Linked DNA regions of Capra hircus: region 1 is linked to region 2. Evidence: chromatin contacts called from public Hi-C data. All regions are on one chromosome and are shown on one strand. The core of a region is the stretch at or near the end of the contact, and the rest is flanking DNA. Distances in the headings are between cores, read along the strand shown. Region 1 overlaps RIN3 (ras and Rab interactor 3). Region 2 overlaps RIN3 (ras and Rab interactor 3).

The links. Hi-C and Micro-C count contacts between places; a contact is called where the count stands out from the background.
Region 1: a Hi-C map of blood shows a contact between it and region 2, with 1.8 times the contacts expected there. The contact joins two enhancer-like sites. A contact is called at or near these places in 2 of 5 Hi-C or Micro-C datasets (both in blood).

Annotation. Positions count from the first base shown.
Region 1 is chr21:56,754,572-56,760,558 of ARS1.2, forward strand. The region is part of intron 2 of RIN3 (ras and Rab interactor 3); the gene reads left to right. Among named protein-coding and RNA genes, the nearest start is that of RIN3, 56 kb to the left of the region's middle. Within about 2 kb of position 1,675, at least 1 of the 5 cell types and tissues checked has an H3K27ac peak or open chromatin away from gene starts, as enhancers often do.
Region 2 is chr21:56,711,673-56,717,748 of ARS1.2, forward strand. All of the region lies in intron 1 of RIN3 (ras and Rab interactor 3), which reads left to right. Among named protein-coding and RNA genes, the nearest start is that of RIN3, 13 kb to the left of the region's middle. Within about 2 kb of position 1,494, at least 1 of the 5 cell types and tissues checked has an H3K27ac peak or open chromatin away from gene starts, as enhancers often do.

The DNA of each region.
Region 1 (5,987 bases), core at 425-2,924, 43 kb after region 2:
TTCCGCCCCAGTCTGCACGCCTGCCCTGCAATGACTAGTTAACATAGACTCGATGGCAAGAGATAAGTGAGATGTTCTCGGTGACGCCCAGGTCTGCATCTTGCTTCTGCATTTCCTGTTTGCATGGCCTTGGGTTTCTTTAACCTCTCTGTGCCCTGAGTCTTCACCCATCAGAAGGAATGGTAATAGTGCCTACCTCACCCAGCCATGAGGGAACTGGACGATGCAAGGTGTAAGGTACCTGGTCTAGAGCACAGACGTCAGCTGCTGTTTAAATTTCTGCTCCTTACTTGCAGCTGAACCCCTTCTCAAGGAAATCCTGAGTCTTTTTCACAAGAAACACATGTGGTACACTGAGCCCCAATTCTAGATGGAGCCTGAGACTGGGAGGTTGAGGATTGTAAACCAGCCATGGTCAGGAAGGCAGAAGCAGATGGAAAATTAATTCTTAGTGAGCATCGGTAGAAACCGTTTTACCCCACTGGGTGCCTCCCTACGTAACATCTCAGTTACTTCTTCTAACACAGAAGGGCAGGGCTTTGGTTTCATTTCTTGTTTCTGCTAGGTGGTCATGGGTGTTATCTCAATTTACAGATAGAAACACTGAGGCTTAGAGACGCTACAGAATGACCCAGGGCCACAGAGCTCATAACAGGCTGCACAGAGCCCTCTGGGAGCCCAGGAAGAAATGGAGATGGCGACAGATCTTGACTGTCAAATGCAGATTTGACTCTTCCTGCAGCTGGAGGAGTTCCTGTTGGAGGGCTCTTATCTTCTTTCTTTCTCTCTGTGGAACAGGAGGGTGGAGAACAGGGTCAATGTCTCAGCAGAGTAAGCAAATCTAGAAATAGTTACACGCTGGGTGTGAAAGAGCCAGTTAGGTTGCAGGGTGGCATTGCAGGAGGTCCCAGTTGAGGCTGCCAATGGTGATTTGTCATTGCAGTCACCCTAGGGTGGGATCGGTGGGGGTCAAATAGTCCAGGAAGAAGGAAACCATTGGTAGAATAAGATATCTACATTGGAGACTTCCCTGGCAGTCCAGTGGTTAAGACTTCGCCTTCCAATGCAGGGGGTTATGGACTCAATCCCTGGTTGGGGAGCTGAGATCCCACATGCCTCATGACCAAAAAACTAATCATAAAGCAAACAATATTCAATATATATTCAATTGTAACAATTTCAATAAAGACTTTAAAAATGACCCACATCAAAAAAATAAAAATTAAAAGATATGTTGTACTGTGGCCCTGACCCTCCATGGATCTCTCTCTCTCTTGCTCTCTCTAATAAAAAATTGTCCATCCTTCTGATAGGTATCCTTATTATCTTGTTTTGTTCTCATGTATTTTCTTTTGTTAAAAAAAAAAAAAAGCTGGCTGGTGGCATTTTCCCCAATGGGTCATGTTTGAAATCACTTCCTTGGCTTCTGTGCCATTCCTGACACTCCAGGATGGCAAGGGGCAGCTCAGCTATGTGCGTGTGCTTCTGAACAATGACCTGGGCTTCTGTCTCCTCCTGCCCCTACCGCAACACACATTTGTACGCCACCCTTGTAAAGGGAGCTCTTGTCCTCCAAAGACAGAATTTATGCTAGTTTGGTTTCAGTTCAGGAGGGCACCAGCCTCAGCTCCTGCCTGGGCTCAGCGTTGAGGATCCAGCTTTGCTGTCTGCCTTCCCAGGGGCACCCCTGGCTCCTGCTGGGCATCCTTCCCATGCCCTGCCCCTCAGAGCTCCAGGAGGGGAGCCCTGAGTCCAGTTCAGCCCAGAGTCCCCTCGTTCCTCGCTTATCCACCCACACACACACATTCATTCCCACATTGATGCACTTGTGGACACACTCACACACATTCACTCTGTGCTTGAACAGCTCTCTGATATCAACCGTCCTATGGTTGTAGGATGCCCTACAATTCAGCTTGGACACTACCCAGAGTGAACACAGACCCCGTAAGTTAAAGGGAAGGTTCCTCCAAAGACTGCTCTTAACTGCAGATGCCACACACAAATGGGATCCCCAGGATCCTCACACTTCTGACTTGGCTACAAACATGGCCCCCTCTTTAGATCTGATAATTTGCTAGAAAGATCCAGAGGACTCACTGAAAGCACTAAGCTTGTGATGACAGTTTGATTATAAAACTCAAGAGCAGCTGAATGAGACACACAGGGATGAGGTCTGGGTGGGGAGGGCCACACGGAGCTTCCATACCCTCTCCGCATGGAATCTGGGCACAGCACCCTCCTGACATATCAGTGTGTTCGCCAACCAGGAGATTAAATCATTGCCCCGGACTTGAACTCAGTCTGCAGTCCCTCTTCCCTCCCCAAAGGTAGAAGTGGGTCTGTGTGTTCCAGTCCTCTAATTATGTGACTGTCTTTCTGGGGCAGCCCCTTCTTTAAGGTCCCACCTGAGCCACCTGTTAACATAAACTCAGATGTGGTCCAAAGGGGCTCTTTATGAACTGCAAAAGACCCCCATCATTCAGGAAATTCCAAGGGTTTCTGAATCTCTGTGCCAGGAACTGGGGACAAAGACCAGATGTATTTTTTTATAGCACCCACAGGCTTTTTCTCACACACACATACTCATTCTCTTTCTGTCTTTCTCTCACACACACATACTCATTCTCTCTCTTTTTATCACACACACACTCACTCCCACATTGCCTCACACATGCTGGTTCCCATGGACCTGATAGGTATGAGGTACTTGGATCTTGATGAAAGGGAAAGAGGAGAGTGAAAAAGCTGGCTTAAAGCTCAACATTCAGAAAACGAAGATCTTGGCATCTGGTCCCATCACTTCATGGCAAATAGATGGGGAAACAATGGAAACAGCGACAGACTTTATTTTCTTGGGCTCCAAAATCACTGCAGATGGTGATTGCAGCCATAAAATTAAAAGATGCTTGTTCCTTGGAAGAAAAGCTATGACCGATCTAAACAGCATATTAAAAAGCAGAGACATTACCTTGCTGACTAAGATCCATCTAGTCAAAGCTACAATTTTTTCAGTAGTCATATATGGATGTGAGAGTTGGACTATAAAGAAGGCTGAGTGCTGAAGAATTGATGCTTTTGAACTGTGGTGATGGAGAAGACTCTTGAGAATCCCTTGGACTGCAAGGTCAAACCTAAAGTAAATCAGTCCTGAATATTCATTGGAATGACTGATGCTCAAGGTGAAACTCCAATACTTTGGCCACCTGATATGAAGAACTGACTCATTTGAAAAGACCCTGATGCTGGGAAAGATTGAAGGCAGGAGAAGAAGGGGTCAACAGAGGATAAGATGGTTGGATGGCATCACCAACTCGATGGACATGAGTTTGAGCAAGCTCTGGGGGTTGGTGATGGGCAGGGAAGCCTGGCGTGCTGCAGTCCATAGGGTCGCAAAGAGTCAGACACAACTGAGCAATTGAACTGAGCTAATGCTGACCTATATCTCTGAAGAGGAGCCAAAGTGACCTCTTTTCTTTGAAAGGTGCATTCATAGGGGCAGTTCAGGTCCAGGTAAACATATCAGTTCAGAGATGTTGCTGCTCACAGCAGGCGAGGCTGTGCCAGGAGTGCAGAGAGGCACCTAGAGGAGAGCCTGCCTCCTGCTAGGTCCCCGAGGAGGTGTCCTCCAGGTGGGGTGCCGGCACCCCCACCCACCTCCCATTTCTGCCCCGGAAGCCTCTCTTCGGCCTTCCTCCACTCACTGGGTTCTCAGGTTCTCTCCAGCCTGCCCTGTGCGAGGAGAGGCTGGTAACCTCATTTCTGACCTCAGTTCAAGTACTAATGGGTGCCTTGTGTCCCTGCTCCCAGGAAGCACTCTCCCAGAGAGCAGACGCTTAAACCAAGAGACCACCCTCTGTGGGCTGGGCATGGGGCTCAGGATCTCAAGCTAGCGGGCCTGAGCTCAGATCCCAGTCCCATCCTAAAGAGCCTGGCAGGCTATGGTTCATTAGCAGAAAGTGTTAGCTGCTCAGTCATGTCCGACTCTTTGTGACCCCGTGGACTGTAGCCCACCAGGCTCCTCTGTCCATGGAATTTTCCAGGCAAGAATACTGGAGTGGGTTGCCATTTCCTCCTCCAGGGGATCTTCCCGACCCAGGGTTGAGCCTTGGTTTCCTAAATTGCAGATAGATTCTTTACCAACTGAGCCACTAGGGAAGCCTCAATGGGTTATGGTCCATAGGGTCACAAAAATTTGGACATGACTGAAGCAACTAAGCATGCATCAACAACTTAATGACATTGATTTAACAATTCTAATACTATAGCATTATCATAAATTTGTTGTTCAGTCGCTAAGTCGAGTCCGACTCTTTGCAGCCCCGTGGACTGACTGCAGCACGCCAGGCTTCCCTGTCCTTCACTATCTCCCGGAGTTTGGTCACTTTCATGTCCATCGAGTCAGTGATGCCATGTAACCATCTCTTCTGCCTCCCTCTTCTCCTTTTGCCTTCAATCTTTCCCAGCATCAGGGTCTTTTCCAGTGAGTCAGCTCTTCGCATCAACTGGCCAAAGTATTGGAACTTCAGCTTCAACCACCAATCCAGTAGTAATCAGTTGCAATGGCAGGGAATTTGGAGCATCTCCCAAGAGGTGGTGGGACAGTGCCTTGAAGGGAGAAGGGAAGAAACACCATCTCTGTGTTCTTGCAGAGCCACTTATGCATGGGGCCATGTACTCTGGAGGTCCCAGTGGCCCTGCTTCCCAAATTTTTCTCAGCATCTTTGACCAGGCTCTTGGTCTTCAAAACTCTAGCCTGGGCTCTTGGGAGGGGCTTAGAGCCCCGGTTGGGGATGAGGTTGGAGGAGAGGGGGGACACGGTGACCAAGTCCTTTCTCAGGAAAGGAAGGACTGACCCTACCCTGGAGGGAGGACCACTCCTCTGCCTCTTCCCCAGGAGGACGCCAGGCCCTGGAGGCTGGGGAGATTCCAGAAGGCCTCTGTTATCACCTGAAAGGAGGGATGAGCCTGAGTGGGGCCAATGGAGACGGAAAAGAACATTTTTAAAACCACAGAGGCTGTAAAGGAAGCAGGGCTCCCTCCCCATGATGGCCTACTGGGGTTGGAGGCACAGCCCCAGGGCGGCTGTGGCTATGACAGGGGAAGACTTCAGAGTCACAGGCCCTTTAGCTGAGCAGAATGGCCGTCTGGAGAGGGGAAGTAAAATGAGGCATCTATAAACAGGCTGGCTCTGGTTTAGACTTCAGGTAATGCTTGGTTACTACAGCACAAATAGGTCCTCAGGGCTCAGAAGCATCATTTTCGACTAGAGTAAATCCGCAGGAGAAGAAAGGACAAGCTCCCCCCAGGTGGGATGTGGGGAACAGAGAAGGGCTGCATAGCATGGGGTCCAGAGCGTGGATACCAGTGACCTGAGCTGAATCCCAGCTCTACCCCATCAGCTGTGAGGCTTTGGCCAGGAACAGCCTTCAGGGTGTGTCCTGGGGCCCAAGCCCATACAGGTATTTCCTCAGTCTGTCTTCACACCAGCCCGAAGAGCCAGGTCCTGTTAGGATCAAGGAGCACCTTCCTTCATCTGTGAAGCAGGGATAACAGCAAAACTTGCATCACAGGGTTATCGGGACGATCAAGCAAGTAAACATATGCAAAGCATTCCTAACAGTTGCTGTCACAGCACAAGCTGTATATTAGTTATTTGCTATTTTTGTTTCCATGGGGAAAAAAATAGTGTGACTTGACTAATATCTATGATTGTTTCCAGCCTCCCCTAGAGCATATGTGCTAGGGTGTGAGTTGAAATTCAGCCGTTATGTTTGTGCTTTTCTAAAAGTAGTCCCCAGACCTCTACCTGTACCAGATTCAGCTGATTCCAGACCCACCCCCACCCCCAACAAACCAGCATCTCAGAGGGTGGGGACACAGGAATCTGCTTTGATTCAGTTGACCTCCACTTCCATACACAAATGAGAAACTGAGGCTCGAGGATCCATGGCACAGGTACCAGGTGACACATGGCCCTTGGGACA
Region 2 (6,076 bases), core at 244-2,743:
ACAAGAAAGGCTGGGGGCCTGCTCCGAACAGTGCTCACTTGTATCCCTGATGGCTGCCAGCGTTCATTCATTCTTTCCTTGCTGCTTTATTGAGCACTTACAGGTGCCAGGCTGGCTTTGTGCTGACCGCTGGCCGCTAGAGGTCTTGAGTGGTCACCTCACTTCTCTGCTCAGCCTTGGGAAAGGTTTGCCCTGAGATGGCCAGGGCTGGCCTTCCCTTTCTAGGGGTAGCAAAGACCCATTTGGAGCCTGTAAGACCCTGCTCTGAGCTGCCCTCCCACAGCCCAGGATCATGCTGTCCGTCCACCCCCCAGGTATGGGGAGGCCTTGAGAACCTTGGTCTAAGAGGCCACAGGTATCCTGGGATTGAGCAGGGCGGGCCATCTTGAAAGGCTAGGCAGTTGCTTTTGAAGTAGTTTGAAAGGCAGGCAGGGGGCTTCTTTCCGTGAGCCAAAGTGGCCCCATCCTTGGCCCTTACATTGTCAGGCATCAGAGCTCAGTGTGAGTCTGGTGACCCCATAATCCAGCCTCTGCTCACAGATAAGGCTCAGAGAGGGGATGTGGTTGCCCCAAATTCTCACAGCTGGACCCAGGCTGTTTCCACGGCTCTGTGCAGGTGCCTAGGCTGCTCCTGCACGTGAGGCCCTAGAGGTGGGGGGACAGTCACATTGGCCGTCACTGGCTGCCTCTCCCTCCAGCCTCTGGGTAGTGCTGAGCTCTTTCCTGCCTCAGGGACTAAGCATACACACCCCACCTCCAGCCTCCTGCAAAAGCCTTCCAGGCTCTCTAGCCTCTAGGGCTGTTGCGTACAGTTGTGCAGGTTGCTCACTGCACAAAGGCACCTGCTGAGAGAGGAGCAAGGGGCCCCTGAAGTTTCACTCTCTTGCCAAGCCCTGTGTGATGTCAGGTGTGTGTACGGGGTGGAGGAGGGGTTGTCTGCATCCATGGGAAGCAAGAAGCATCTTTTCCTAATTTACACAGAGGTACCAGGACGCCGGTCAGCAAAGACCCATCAGCCCTGTCCGAGCCTCGCTTCTCACGCTGTCATGGTGTATTCTCTCTCTTTGGCCCTGCTAGACTGTAAGCTCTCAGGGCAGAGAGAGCGACTCCTCCTGACAGGTGTGGTTGCCAGATCCACACTGTCCTGGGCATAGAGTGCTTGACTCAGAGAACACTCAAGCTAAGCAAGAGTAAGGGCTGGAGAGGCGTGTCCCACGCAAGGCTTTGTTGAATGAATATATGGCAGGTTAATGCCCAGTAGAGAGGTGGGGAGGGATTAACCAGGATAGAGGGCCTCTGGGAGATGGGAAGGGGCCTGCCAGGAGCTTGCAGAGGAGGCTGTGGCTATGCAAGCTTGAGCAGTAGAGTGAGGTGTGTGACTGGGCAGGCCTTCGAGCTCAGCTCTGGGTGGGAGGCCCTGAGGGTAGAGGCTGTGGCAGGAGAAACCTGAGCCACGCCTGGCCCGGCCCTGGCTCCGATCTGCAGGGCCAGGCCTGAGCAGGCTCAGTGTGGATATCTGCCAAAGCCCCAGCTCCTCCCCAGCCCTTAGACCCCCACCCAGCCGAGTCCCAGAGCTCCTCTCCAGCCCGCGTGGCGCTGGTCTGCCAGTTACCTGACAACTCACCCTTGTCCCAGGATCCCAGTCTTGTGGGGCAGCAGGAGCAGCAGGCAGTGCAATGCTCGAATGATGCAGGATGGTCCCCTGGAGTGCTGGGGTCCCTGGCTGGCTCAGGGGTGTCCCACTCAGACTAGAGCACATCTGGGGGAGCTTTAGCGGGGAGGCGAGAGCCGAGCTGAGCTGAGTGACACCTGGGAGTTTCCCAAGTAGCCGCGGGGGATGGGGGAACCAGCATAGCCCGGTTGTGGGTACCATGGCCCAGTGTGCCTGGTGTTTGCGCTGTGCGTGGACCAGAGGTGACCTGTGCAGGAAGAGGGGACAAGACACCTGAGGCTCTTAGGCTGGAACCTGTAGACCCTGGAGACTGAGACAGTCTCGTCCCCCCATTTTTAAAGTTGGGCTGTGTATTGGTTTCCTAGGGTGGCTGTGATAAAGCAGCACAAACTGGGTGGCTTACAACAATCAGAGTTTGTTCTCGCCATTCTGGAGGCTGGTGTTCTGATCACGGTGACGGCAAGGCCGTGCTCCCTCTGAGACTCTGGGTGGAATCTTCCTGCCTCTTCTTAGCTTCTGGTGGCCCCGGCGGTCCTTGGGGTCCCTTTGCTTGCAGCTGCATTACTCCAGTCTCTGCCTGGTCACTGGGCCGTGTCCTCCCTGTGTGTTGCTCCTCTCCTTATAAGGACACCAGTCATAACTTAGGGTCCCTCCTGCCCCCATTCTAAAATGACCTCATCTTAACTTACATTGGAGCTTCCCAGGTGGCACTAGTGGTAAAGAACCCATCTGCCAGTGCAGGACACCATAAGAGACGCAGGTTTGATCCCTGGGTCAGGAAGATCCCCCGGAGAAGGGCATGGCAACCCACTCCAGTATTCTTGCCTGGAGAACCCAATGGACAGAGGAGCTTGGCGGGACACAGTCCATGGGGTCAATCAGACACGGCTGAAGTGGCCTAGCATGCACATCTTAACTTCTACATTGGCAATGACCCTATTTCCAAATACGGTCACATTCTGAGGTCCTGAGGTGCTGGGGGTTAGGACTTCAACATGTCTTTCTAGGGATACAGTTCGACCCATAACAAGGAAACATTTATATGGAATAAGCCTCTTCTGTGAACTTTTCAATACATTCTGGTAAATGTCGACTGTCGGGTAACCACTACCGCAATCAAGATAGAGCAGTTCCATCACCTTCCGAAGTTCCCCTGTGCCCTTTGTAGTCAGCCCCTCCCCCGCCCAAACCCTGGCATCCTCACTCATCTCCATCCTTGAGTTTTGGTGTTTCGAGAACTTCACACGAATGCTGCCTTTGAGTCTGGCTTCTTTCACCTGGCTGAAGGCGCTGGAGACCCATCTGTGTTGTGTGTCTCAGTATTACTTTCTTTTTATTGCTGAGTGTATTTCATTGTATGCATGTATCATAGTTTGTTTATCCATTCACCCACTGTGCTACATTTGGGTTGTTTCCAGTCTGCGGCAATTGTGAATAAAGCTGCTGCAAACATTTATGTATAAGGTACAGGTTTTGCACAGGAATCACATGGATTGCTTGCATTGGGCTGCTGTGTGAAGAAGGACATGGGGTTTGGGGGAGTAGTACATGGGGCAGAAGCTACTGTAGGGGTCGAGGTGAGCAGAGATGGAGGCCTGGACCAGGGTCTCGGCAGTGGGGATGGGGAGATAGGGCGCCCTCAGGGTGTATCTAGGATGGAACCTGGTGGTGGGTTGGGTGTGCATCATGGAGGCAAGCAGGCTGCCTTTATTACCTCCTGCCAGCCTGCCCTCCACCTGCCCAGGAGAAGGTGCCTGTTGTAGCCCAGCGTGGCCGTCTGGATATGAGAACGTTGAGAGGGGAAGAGTACAGCTTAGCGGTTAGGCCATGGAGCAAACCGTCAAGGTTCCCATTCTGTTCTCTACCTTAGTTTCCTCATCTGTAAAATGGGATGCTGATAGTTCCATACTCTTAGAGCTGCTGTTGTATTACATGAGTTAATGCATGTAAGGAGCTTGGACAGAGTTTGACACGTAGTAGGTGTTCAGGAAATGTGAAGCATGTCCCGTGGTCTTTGGAAAGGCCTCAGTGCCTACCCTCTTGTGCACTCCACTTGTCCCCAGGTCTGTCCTGTCTTGCTGTGAGACCTTGAGCTGGCTCCTTGCTCTCTTTGACCATTGCTTCCTGCATTCATACAATGTGGAGGCGCAGAGCCCCCACTGTGTGCCGGGCTCTGTGTGAAGCAGCACGTGGCCCAGCAGCCTCCCACAGTAGGTACTTCATGAAGACTTGGCTGTGGGTCCTGCTCACGATACTGTCGGGGGAGGCTGGTGAGAGGCTCTCAGGACACAGGTTTGGGGACTGCCAGAGGCTCCCCTGCAGCTGCTACAAATACCATCTTCCCCTTTCCCCACCAAATCTGTTCTTTGCCCCTGACAGGAACTGCCCATGGTGGCAGCTGGGGAAGCCTCAGCAGCTACAGGGTGGGTGCCAGGTGGGGGCCTGGCCTGGGCTCCAGGGCAAGAGGTATGCTGGGTCCCAGTTCAGATGACACAGCAGCTCGTTCCCAGGCTGACAGATGCTGTGTTACGAGCAGGGTTCATGTCCAGGTGGGCCACAGTGGGGGCCAGCCTAACGAAGGGACGTTTGCACCCAGTCCTCATTACTCACAGATTCTGCATTTGCAAATCGGCCTGCTTGCTGAGGCTTATTCATAACCCCCAAATCATAGTGCTTTGGAAGTTGTTTACAGCCCTGCGCAGAGCGATGAACAATCTGAATATTCTGACACACACGTTCTCATCTGAGAACAAGGTGCCTTCTTGATTCCATCCTCGTCGTGGTCTGTTATGTTTTTCAAGTTCTCCTGCTTTGGGGTGATGGTTTCGCTGTTTAAAGTGTCCCCCAAGTACAGTGCTTCTCTGCTGTCTAGGGTTCCTGAGGGCGAGAAGGCTGAGACAGGCCCCGTGGAGAAAATATGGGTGTTAGAAGAGCTTCGCTCAGGCATGAGTTACACTGTTGGCCGTGAGTTCAAGGTTAATGAATCAATGATATGTATTAAATTAGGTATCTTTAAACAGAAACACACATAAAACAAGATGTGTCCTGATCAGTGGATGGAAATGTTGTGACTAGCAGTTCATGGGAACCTACCCCTGTGTTTTCCCCAAAAGCAGTGTTTCTGTTTCCACTAACTCAGTGTCTGTGGTGAACTTTGTGGCATGTACCGAACACAAATGCTGAGAGTGGACTGTGTGAGCATCGGGTAGATAAGTCAGTGCCAGTCTCTCTACTGCACTGTCTGAATGTCTGTCAGCAGTTCATTCCTCCAGATTAAGATGTGCCCAACTCATGCGTGGTCTGTCTTTAAAATGCATGAGTCCTTGGGGGTAGGCATCATCCCTCTGTCCCCGGGCCTTGGTCCTCTCTTCCTCCAGTGAAATTCAAGGCTTGGAAAGAACAGTTTTCAAAGGGGGGAGCAGTCAGTGCTAATATGTCACATTCTGTGATTCTCACTGAAGCGTCCTTCTAAGGAGCAGAGTTTTGATCGAGGCATAAAAATCGGGGACCTGTGGTATTCATGCTGCTGCTAAGTCACTTCAGTCGTGTCCGACTCTGTGCAACCCCACAGACAGCAGCCCACCAAGCTCCCCCCGTCCCTGGGATTCTCCAGGCAAGAACACTGGAGTGGGTTGCCATTTCCTTCTCCAGTGCATGAAAGTGAAAAGTCAAAGTGAAGTCTCTCAGTCGTTCCCGACTCTTAGTGACCCCATGGACTGCAGCCTACCAGGCTCCTCCGCCCATGGGATTTTCCAGGCAAGAGTACTGGAGTGGGTTGCCGTGGTATTCATAGATGACACTAATAGTTACAGCAGTTATGTGAAGCCCCTTTGCTTGTTTGTTTTTGTGTTTTTGGTTACACCACAGGGCATGTGGGATCTTAGTTTCATGACCAGGAATCAAACCTGCATCTCCTGCAGTGGAAGCATGGAGCCTAACCATTGGACTTCCAGGAAATTCCCCAGGCCCCTTTGCTAAGTGCTGTTTCTCAGTTAATCATCACAGCCCCATGATGCTGGGGTTGCAGTGCCCAATTTACAGGCAGGGAGACTGAGGCACAGCAAGTGACTCAGTGGAACCCCTCAGCACTCTGTGGCAGACTCGGAACCTGAATCCAGGTTTATCCGAGTCCAGAGCCTCGGCCTTTGCCCCTGAATTCCCTGTATCCCTGTGTTGCATCCCAAGATTCCAGGACCTGCTGCCTGTCCTAGACCCAGGTGTGCCTGGTCCTGGAGGGAGGGATGCTGCTGGACCCTCCCCAGGCCTGCTGAACCCCACGGAGGGGGTGACCTCCTAGCCCCCTCCCCAAGTTGGCCATATATGATGGACCAGGTGAAGAAACTCAAAGGTGTAGAAATGGGAGCCTGGCCCCACCTTCCAGTCTCTCCCTTGTCATCCACTGAC